Linked DNA regions of Dromaius novaehollandiae: region 2 is linked to region 1. The links are chromatin contacts, called in public Hi-C maps. All regions are on one chromosome and are shown on one strand. Each heading gives the region's core, a stretch centred on a gene start, on an enhancer-like site or on the middle of the called end of the contact. The rest is flanking DNA. Distances are from core to core; before and after follow the strand shown.

Region 1 (3,915 bases), core at 1,038-3,537:
CAAGACAAAAACAAACCTGCTAGTTGAAGAGAAAACCTCCTTTCTCACACTTCTGACAGAGGTAGGATTGACTGGCAATGTTTGTCCTCTTAAAGAGCATGGTTGCTAACTGCACAAAAAAACTAGTAGTCTGAAATAGGTTATTTTTGTCAGTGTTGTTATACAATGTATTGCCTTTCTAGAAGCATGCTAAGGAAATGCCTACTGCTGGGCCATGGCTGATCACCACTCACATATGTCAGTATAGCTATTGGGGGGCTACACAGTAAATCAGGTTAGCAGAGCTGCAGTAAGAGCACACCAGATTAAGCTCCACACCAGAAAGGGTTGTCTTAATCTCAGATAACTTTACTAATTTTATTTAATGGGCAGACCTAGAAACAGTGGTATTAGCAACACAGAGAAGTTGACAAAGAACTGTGGGCAAAAACTTAAGATTCTTTCATAGCTAAAGAAAGTCGATGTATCAAGAAATTTACATCTTCTAACTCTTCCTGGAGGCTTCTGTTTAACTAAACTGCAGCTCACATGCTTATTAGCTTCAGTCAAATCCATGGATATCCTCAAGTCAAGTTAGACTAGCTAGAAGATAAAATTACCAGCTGCTAAATAAACATTTCCCCCCAAAGTATTCCATGCCTCCATCATATTTGGAATTAGCTTGCTTTCACTCAGTTTTGGTACTTTTTTCTCCAAGATACAAACTGAAGTCTATTCTGCATATTTTGCAAGAAGAAGAGGGTCAGTTGAATGCAGTATGCTGCATCATAAACACTATTTATATACAACCCACTAATGATTAAAGCAGTTTCTGCCAAGTCAAATGGAAACAATGGTATCTATAAAGGATTTATATATATATATATAAAAGGATTTCTATAAACATTTTTTATAAACATGAAATGTATGTTTATAAACACAAATTTATGTTTTCCTTTAAAACAAGGACATGGGTTTCTTATTTGGAATATTAAAAAGTGGTTTCTGGGTAACTGTGGATCTTTGTATACATTAAACAATTAAACTTGACTCTAACAGTAGCATTCAATGAAATTCAGCAGCAGGATGTTAGAAGAGAGGGTCTAGAATTGAGTGTGATTCCATGTGGACCTTCTTTTGCTTTTACCTTTTATATTAACGCGGGTTGAGCGTTAAGGATTTCCATTTGGCCTCTTCCTCCTCCTCTAGGCTTATTGTTGGAATTTTCCCAGGAAGCATGTAGCAAAAACACTGCTGATGATTGATAGGTCAGTTTTGCAAGATGCTCTAGCTCAAGTAATTTGTACATGTATATGCCATTTGCAATGTTTCCATTAGTCTCCTAGACAGATTACTTTAGATTAGGCTTAGATTATTCCTTCTTCCAGGTCTAAACGGAGATCTAAGTAATGTTGCATTAATCTTTAACATTATGAGAATTACATGGGTTTTCTTTGTATGAATAAAGCTTAGCGCCTCCTCTTAATGGCTGTTTCCAGAGCAGAAATTAGAGCCCGTGGGCAGTCCTGGCTTGCTGAAATGCCCTGTACTTGCCCAGTCTTAACCCCAACGTACATGGGCAAAAATATCATGCTAGAAGTGTACAATAGCTTTGAGTTGCACTAAATGCCAGAGCAAAGAGAAAAGCAGCAGGTCTTCAAAATCTCTTCTGCCCACCCTAATTATACTTTGTATTTCATTGGCACACACCCACACACAGCGTGGGACTGTAATCACAGCTCTTTTGTCTTGCAGAGAGTTGGAGAAAGTGCAAGGGAATAAAGTGTAGGTGGAATTGCTCCCAGGCCTCGTAAAGAAATCTCAGATCTGGGAACTTATTTGCAAGAAGGGAAATGACAGCACCAGCGCATATCCGAGATGTTCCCTTCCGTGAGAACGGACGGACCTGCAGCCCCAGTAACTTAAAGCCCGCGTGGTTCCTGGCTCAACTGGAGGCGAGTAACTGCGAGCAGCAGGCTGTGCCTTGCGGCAGGCTTTGCGAGGAGGCTGCTCGGCACAACCGATCCCCGCGGGACTGCTGCCCCCCAGAAGGGCGAGCAGGGGCGGCCACCGCGGCTTCGGGGCGGGCCGCAGGACAGCTTACCGCGTGCCCGAGAACGGTACGGCTAAAGCCCCGCAGAGGCGGTACAAACTAGGAGCCGTCAAACCAGCCCCCGGGTTGCGAGTGACCGTGGGGGGCGCTGATCGCCGCGCCGTGCCGTGCCGTGCCGTGCCGTGCCGTGCCCGTGGGTGAGTGAGCACCCGCCGCCACCCCCGCCCTGCGGGCCTGCCGTGCGGCAGAGGGCAGCGCGGCAGCGGCGCTTTACGGGCGGGCCGTAAAGCGTCGCGGCGGCCCACGTGGGTGCGGACGCGGGGGGCGACATGGGGAAGCGGCGTGGCGGGCGGGAGCTGCTCCGCACCCTGAGCAAGAAGCAGAGGCGGCACCTCCGGGAGTTTGGGGAGGAGCACCCTTTCTACGACAAGTGAGTGCTGGGGGGGGGGGCCGAGCCCCCGCCCGCCCTGCGGGCCGCCGGCGCGGCGTGTAGCAGCCCCGCGGCCGTCGCCAGGGGCGAGCCCTGGTCCCCTCCAGCGGCCGGGGCCTCCCGCGGGCGCGGCCGCCCCGCGCTGGGCTGCCCCTTCCCCCCGGGGGCTGCCTGGGAGCGCCGTGCGGCTGTGGGAGCTGCGGTCCCCGGCTGGGGGCTGCGCGCGGCTGGGCACCGCTGTCCCGGTGGTACAGCGGAGCCGCTGGCTCGGGGCTGCAGTAGCTACTCTCACTCCCCTTTCACCCCGCTCTTCCATCTGTCGGCTGCTGCAAAGCCGCGCCAGCCTGTTGGTGCTCCCTCTGCTTCCTCTGAATTCCTGAGAGAAGGGAATTTGCATCTGCGGGGCTGGCTGCGTTTGGCACTGCCACTTGTGACCTTGACACCTTGAAAGAGTAAGGGAAGGAGGAAAATCTGCAATCAGATTTATTTGAAACGGATGTTGTAAAGTTATCTTGCGCAGCCCAGAGGTGCTATAAAAAAAAAGAAGTGAAAAAGTGGAGGAGTGTGAGTTAAGACTTCTGTTTAGACATTGGGTCAGTCACTTTGACATCCAGCTTTCTCACTGTTTGCTCTGGACTGCTTTCTGATCTGGCAAATGCTGAGAAAATTCGGCATTGAAGATCATCTGTGAGAGGAGCCATGACTAACTTTGCAGGATGCCTGTGTGTCAAAAAGGGCATTATACTTTTGAACCCCTGTGCAAGCTTGCAAGGAATGAGCTACTTGGTCTAACTGTTGCTGGGGTAAAGTCTTAGAAGTCTGTGAGGAAAACGGATTGTTAGCTTACCTGCACAGTTTGCAGTTATGTGCCTTTAGCAGCAGGCAGTCTTTTGGCAAACAGTGTTGAGGTCTGTTATTTGTACGTACCCTGTGATCCTCTAGGAGCTGGTTGCTTGGAATGCAAGGCTGAGCCCTAGCCAGATGTGGTGAAGTTTTCTGCATCTTACCCTATGCAATGATGGTCTGTCCCACCCCAGGCTCAGTATCTTTTTGAATAACAATTAAGGTTAGTTTAAATCCAGCTTGGACAGTGGCTTGCCTGCAGAACTGCTTTCCCAGCACTGGTTTGTTGATGCTGTATTCTTTTTCCTGTAGCATGTCTTTTTGCATTTCACGGATCAATATTTAGTGCTATACATAGGCTCTTGCTCTGCTTAACCTTGTTATACAAACTGCCTTGGAAAAACTGAACAGCTCTGATCAGATTTGATAACTAGATCACTGGGTCAGAAGAAAGCGTTGCTCTTAATAAAACCTGTCCTTAACTGCTGTTGACTGGGTGCACTGTCTCGTCCAGTTGAATAATCACAACTGGGTGCGTTGAGGTTGACCTTTTCTTTCTTCAGTTATGCTTACCAATATAAAGTCATCTTATCTAGGCTAGACTGGTCCC
Region 2 (3,915 bases), core at 401-2,900, 220 kb after region 1:
GCTTTATGAATGAACACAGAAGCAGGATCAAGCATTACATTCAAAGATGAATGGAAAAATTCAGATTTAACCAATGGACCCAGACACAGTCTTCAGTCTCTGTCCCAAGTCACGGATGATACCACAGGAAGGGTAATGGTACTGTCCATAGTGACTCTGAGAGAAGGAAACATGAAAGGCTTAATGGATTGGCATTGAAGGGTCTATTTCAGCCACACTGGGCTTGTGTGACATATCTACAAGAAAGTGTTGGCCAGGTGAAAATTGCAGATCAAGCAGGAGGTAAGAGTAGAATGCACCTAAGCACCATCTCCATAAAGAAGTTCAGTTTGTGTTGGCAGATGAGGGTTTTTTAGCAAAAAGATATGAAAGCAGAAGAGAAGGTAACTTCCATTCAGTGTGAATAATACAGTCTCCTGGAGGACAAGTCATGGAAGTCAGATGAACAGTGGCTCTTTAGAAGAAAAGTACATTTACTATTGAAAGTCGAAGGTTGAAGAGGAAGGAACACTGTTTATAAGCTCAGTCAGGAAGAGTCTGTTAAAGATTTTGGCAAGAGTGTATCACTTGACTACAGGGACAGAAGAGGTGATAGAGAGGTCTGTGACAAAGAGAACAGGAACGTCAGTAAATATAAACATGTTCAGCGAGCTTAGAAATAAAGAGAAATAGGGCAGGTATTGGAAAAGCAAGCGAGACCAGGGATGTTTTATTCAGAATGACAATTCCTTCTTTACCACAATAAATTCAATTTACTTTGTCCTTATAAAAGGCCTGCAAACTTTTATGTGACATATCGTGGATGTTGTCTCACTGTTAATCTGCTGCACATAACATCCTTCCAACATTGTCTGTCTTTCCCATGAACCAAGATGACTCCAAATAGTTGAAACTTGGATTAAACATTGAAAATTAGATTAAAAAATATACAGCTTTAAGAAATGGCATTCTTTTTATTCCTTACCCCTTTAATTCAGGGTACCCGCGGTATTTTGGCTTTTTCACATGACCGCCAGAGCCACAAAGCTCTGCTGCAAAGGAAGACTGGGATTCTTACATAATCACTGATCCATAAAACCGAGAGTGTGAGAACAACGTGAGATACCACGAACCTTATCGCAGAGCCACCTTCCTTCCTTACAACCTTGTTTTCCACACCATGCTGTTGCCTATTGACCCTTCCCATGTAACCCATAGTTTGGCTCTCCTTCCTAACTCCATTTCCCCCCCTATAATCGGCTCTTAAAACCTCTTCAACCTCGCCCCATGCAGTTACAGGTTAGGGCAGACCAGGCGGGCTTGCTAAATTCACAGCCCCAAGCACAATATATATCTTAACCATCTCACCGCGGGCAACCCCCACGCCGCCCGCACCTCGGGCCCTCGGCCCCGCCCGTCCCCTGCGGGCCAAAGACGCGCCCGGGCCGCGCGGCGCCGCCCGCCTCCCACCGCCCCGCAGGCCCGGCCGCGGCGACGTCGCCGCCCGCGGGCGGGGAGCGCCGGGCCCGGCCCCCGGCGGGGCGGGCGCCGCGGCGGAGGCGGAAGCGCGGCGCCAGCCCTTGCGGGATCGCTGCGGCTCCGCCCGGCGCCCGGGAGCGGCGCCGCGGTGGGCCGCGCCGCGCCGCCCCTCGCCCCGCCCCTCCCCTCGCCCCGTCCCCCGTGCTCGCCCCTCCCCCACGCCGCCGCCGCGCGCCCGCTAACGGCCCCGCGCCTCCAACCGAGGCGGCCCCGCCGGCTGGGCAGCGCGAGGCGCGGCGCGTGGGGGGCTGCGCCCCGCCCTGGGCGCGGGGGGAGCGGCGGCGGGCAGCCCCTCGCGAGGTAAGGGCGGGCGGGCGGCCGCCGGCCCGGCGCCGCTGGGCCCCGCCCCGCCTCCCCTCGCCTTTGTCAGCGGCGGTAAACGCCGCGTGTCCGGCTGCGGCCGCGGGGCAGCGGCGGCTCCGTGGGGTCCTCCCCCCGCAGAACCGTGGTCCCCGTGGGGAGTGCGCGTGTCCTCTCGGTGAGCGGAGAAGCCGCGCCGGAGCCCTTGCAGTAGCGCCTACCTCCCCTTTCTGCTGCGCTTTTAAAGTCTGAACTCCCGCTTGCGCCGTCCCGCACTGCCGGGCGCGCCCTCCGCGCCGCCGCTGCCGTTGGGTGCCGCCGGGGGCTCCGCCGGGGCGGGGGCTGCGGCGCCGCGCTGCGCAGGGCTCGCGTGGGTGGGTCCTGCGGCGGGAAGGCGCCCGCCTGGGGAAGAGCAGCCGCCCGCTGCGCTCGGTTGTACTTTGGAAGCGGCACCTGAGGAGGAGGAGGAGGGCGGGAATTCGTACACGTCTGAGCGAGGGAAAGCTTCCATTGAAACTGGTTTGTGTGCAGGGTATTTAAATACAAGGTAACCTCGAGCGAGCGGTTTCTCTTCTGAGAAAGATTCTTCTGACAGGGTTCAATTCGGTAGTTGATTATATCCCAAATCTGCGTTTACAACATAATAGAACTGTTCTGGTACCATTACCGTATTAGCTATCTACTGCACTGAAATGACTTTAAGAATTATATGAATGAAATCTTCTGCCTGAGTTTCCCTTCAGGAGATAATATCTCTGTCATGTTCTGCAATAAATGATGTCCTAAGCTTTAATTTTGTATGCAGGTGTTTGAAAGTGCTCTTCCTGTGTATACTTTTTGCAGCTTTTTGTGGAGAATATTTAATTGTAAACATGTATTTTCATATAATGAGAACTCTGCAATTCCATATGTGTGAGTGAAGCCCTAAGGCTGATTGGGCATAACAGAATTGTAAAGGAATCTTATGAACGTGTTCTTGTGTGTAGGGGAGTGTGTGCGTGTGTGTGTATATATATATGTGTATATATATATATGTGTATATATATGATTATATATGATGAGTGTCTGTGCAGACACAAGGCATTTTTAGACTTCATCATTATATGTGTTAGTTTTACCTCAGATACATTTACAAAAAGATAGGTAGTTCGAAAACTGGAGTGTATATTGTATACTTTTATTCCAGAAAACAGCTGGCACAATTCTTTATTAAATGATTCCGTGTTAGCCACCTTTATTTATGAAAGAAACATATGCAGCACCATTTTGACATTGAAGTTAGTTGATGTGTTCTTTTTTTATGAAGCTAAAATTTAAATACAAATGTTTATTTCTTATGTATTGAGAGATGGTGTTAATTTATGTATGCTAAAATCCTACAGGTGGGATTGTTTTGCACAGAAAGGCAATTTTTCAGTTATCCTTAAGGAAAGTGTTAAATACAAACAGTTAGACATGTTACCTCTTTGTGATCAAAATATTAGAAGAATGTTTATAAATTTTAGCCACTTCCCAACAGTAGTTACTCTAAGAAGGTACTGATATTCATGATATACAGTATACAAATGAAGACTACATGATTGTGAAGTAATTTAAAAAAAAAAAATTGCATTATCAATCTTTCTGTAGCTTTGTTTATTGTTTTAAAGATATTTGGATGCCAAACAACATTGTATCATGTTTCTTTGTTTTCCTTCCTTTTTAAAGGGATTAACTACGAAGTCACAATCAGTGTGATCAGTGGTGGAAAAGCTCTAAGACAGATGATGCTACCAGCATGGGAAGTGTATCTCTATGTGTTTGTTGCAGTTGGCTCTCACTTTTATTCCTTCTATGAAGTGTACAAAGTTTCTAGAAGTAAGTCTGTAAGGCATATGCATTTGCTTTTTTACTTCTTCTAGCTTGTATGGCTCATGAAATTGCTTAACTTTATTTATCTATTAGTTTCTTCTTCAGTCGGGCTCCCAGAGGGTTCCCAAAAGACACTTTTGAGCTGGAGCATCTATTCTTTTTCTTACTGTAAATTAGGAATATAAAAGTAGACTTTGTCAAGGAACCAGCTATGCAGGAGGTTTTATGATGAGGCTTGTTAAGAGT

Evidence for each region. A called contact is a pair of places that touch in the nucleus more often than the background predicts.
Region 2: a contact with region 1 is called in a Hi-C map of ovary, with 3 times the contacts expected there. The contact joins the promoter of HHAT here to the promoter of UTP25 in region 1. A contact is called at or near these places in 3 of 4 Hi-C or Micro-C datasets (brain, liver and ovary).

The regions. Positions count from the first base shown.
Region 1 is chr3:102,181,626-102,185,540 of bDroNov1.hap1, forward strand. UTP25 (UTP25 small subunit processome component) reads left to right here and starts at 2,288. Exons shown (of 12, transcript XM_026123272.2): 1 at 2,288-2,462. The coding sequence starts at 2,362. It overlaps MRPS10 (mitochondrial ribosomal protein S10), which reads left to right. Exons shown (of 8, transcript XM_064509619.1): 8 at 1-1,029.
Region 2 is chr3:102,406,383-102,410,297 of bDroNov1.hap1, forward strand. It overlaps HHAT (hedgehog acyltransferase), which reads left to right and starts at 1,651. Exons shown (of 11, transcript XM_064509635.1): 1 at 1,651-1,818; 2 at 3,526-3,675. The coding sequence starts at 3,582. LOC135327931 (a long non-coding RNA gene) reads right to left here and starts at 2,151. Exons shown (of 3, transcript XR_010388562.1): 1 at 2,040-2,151.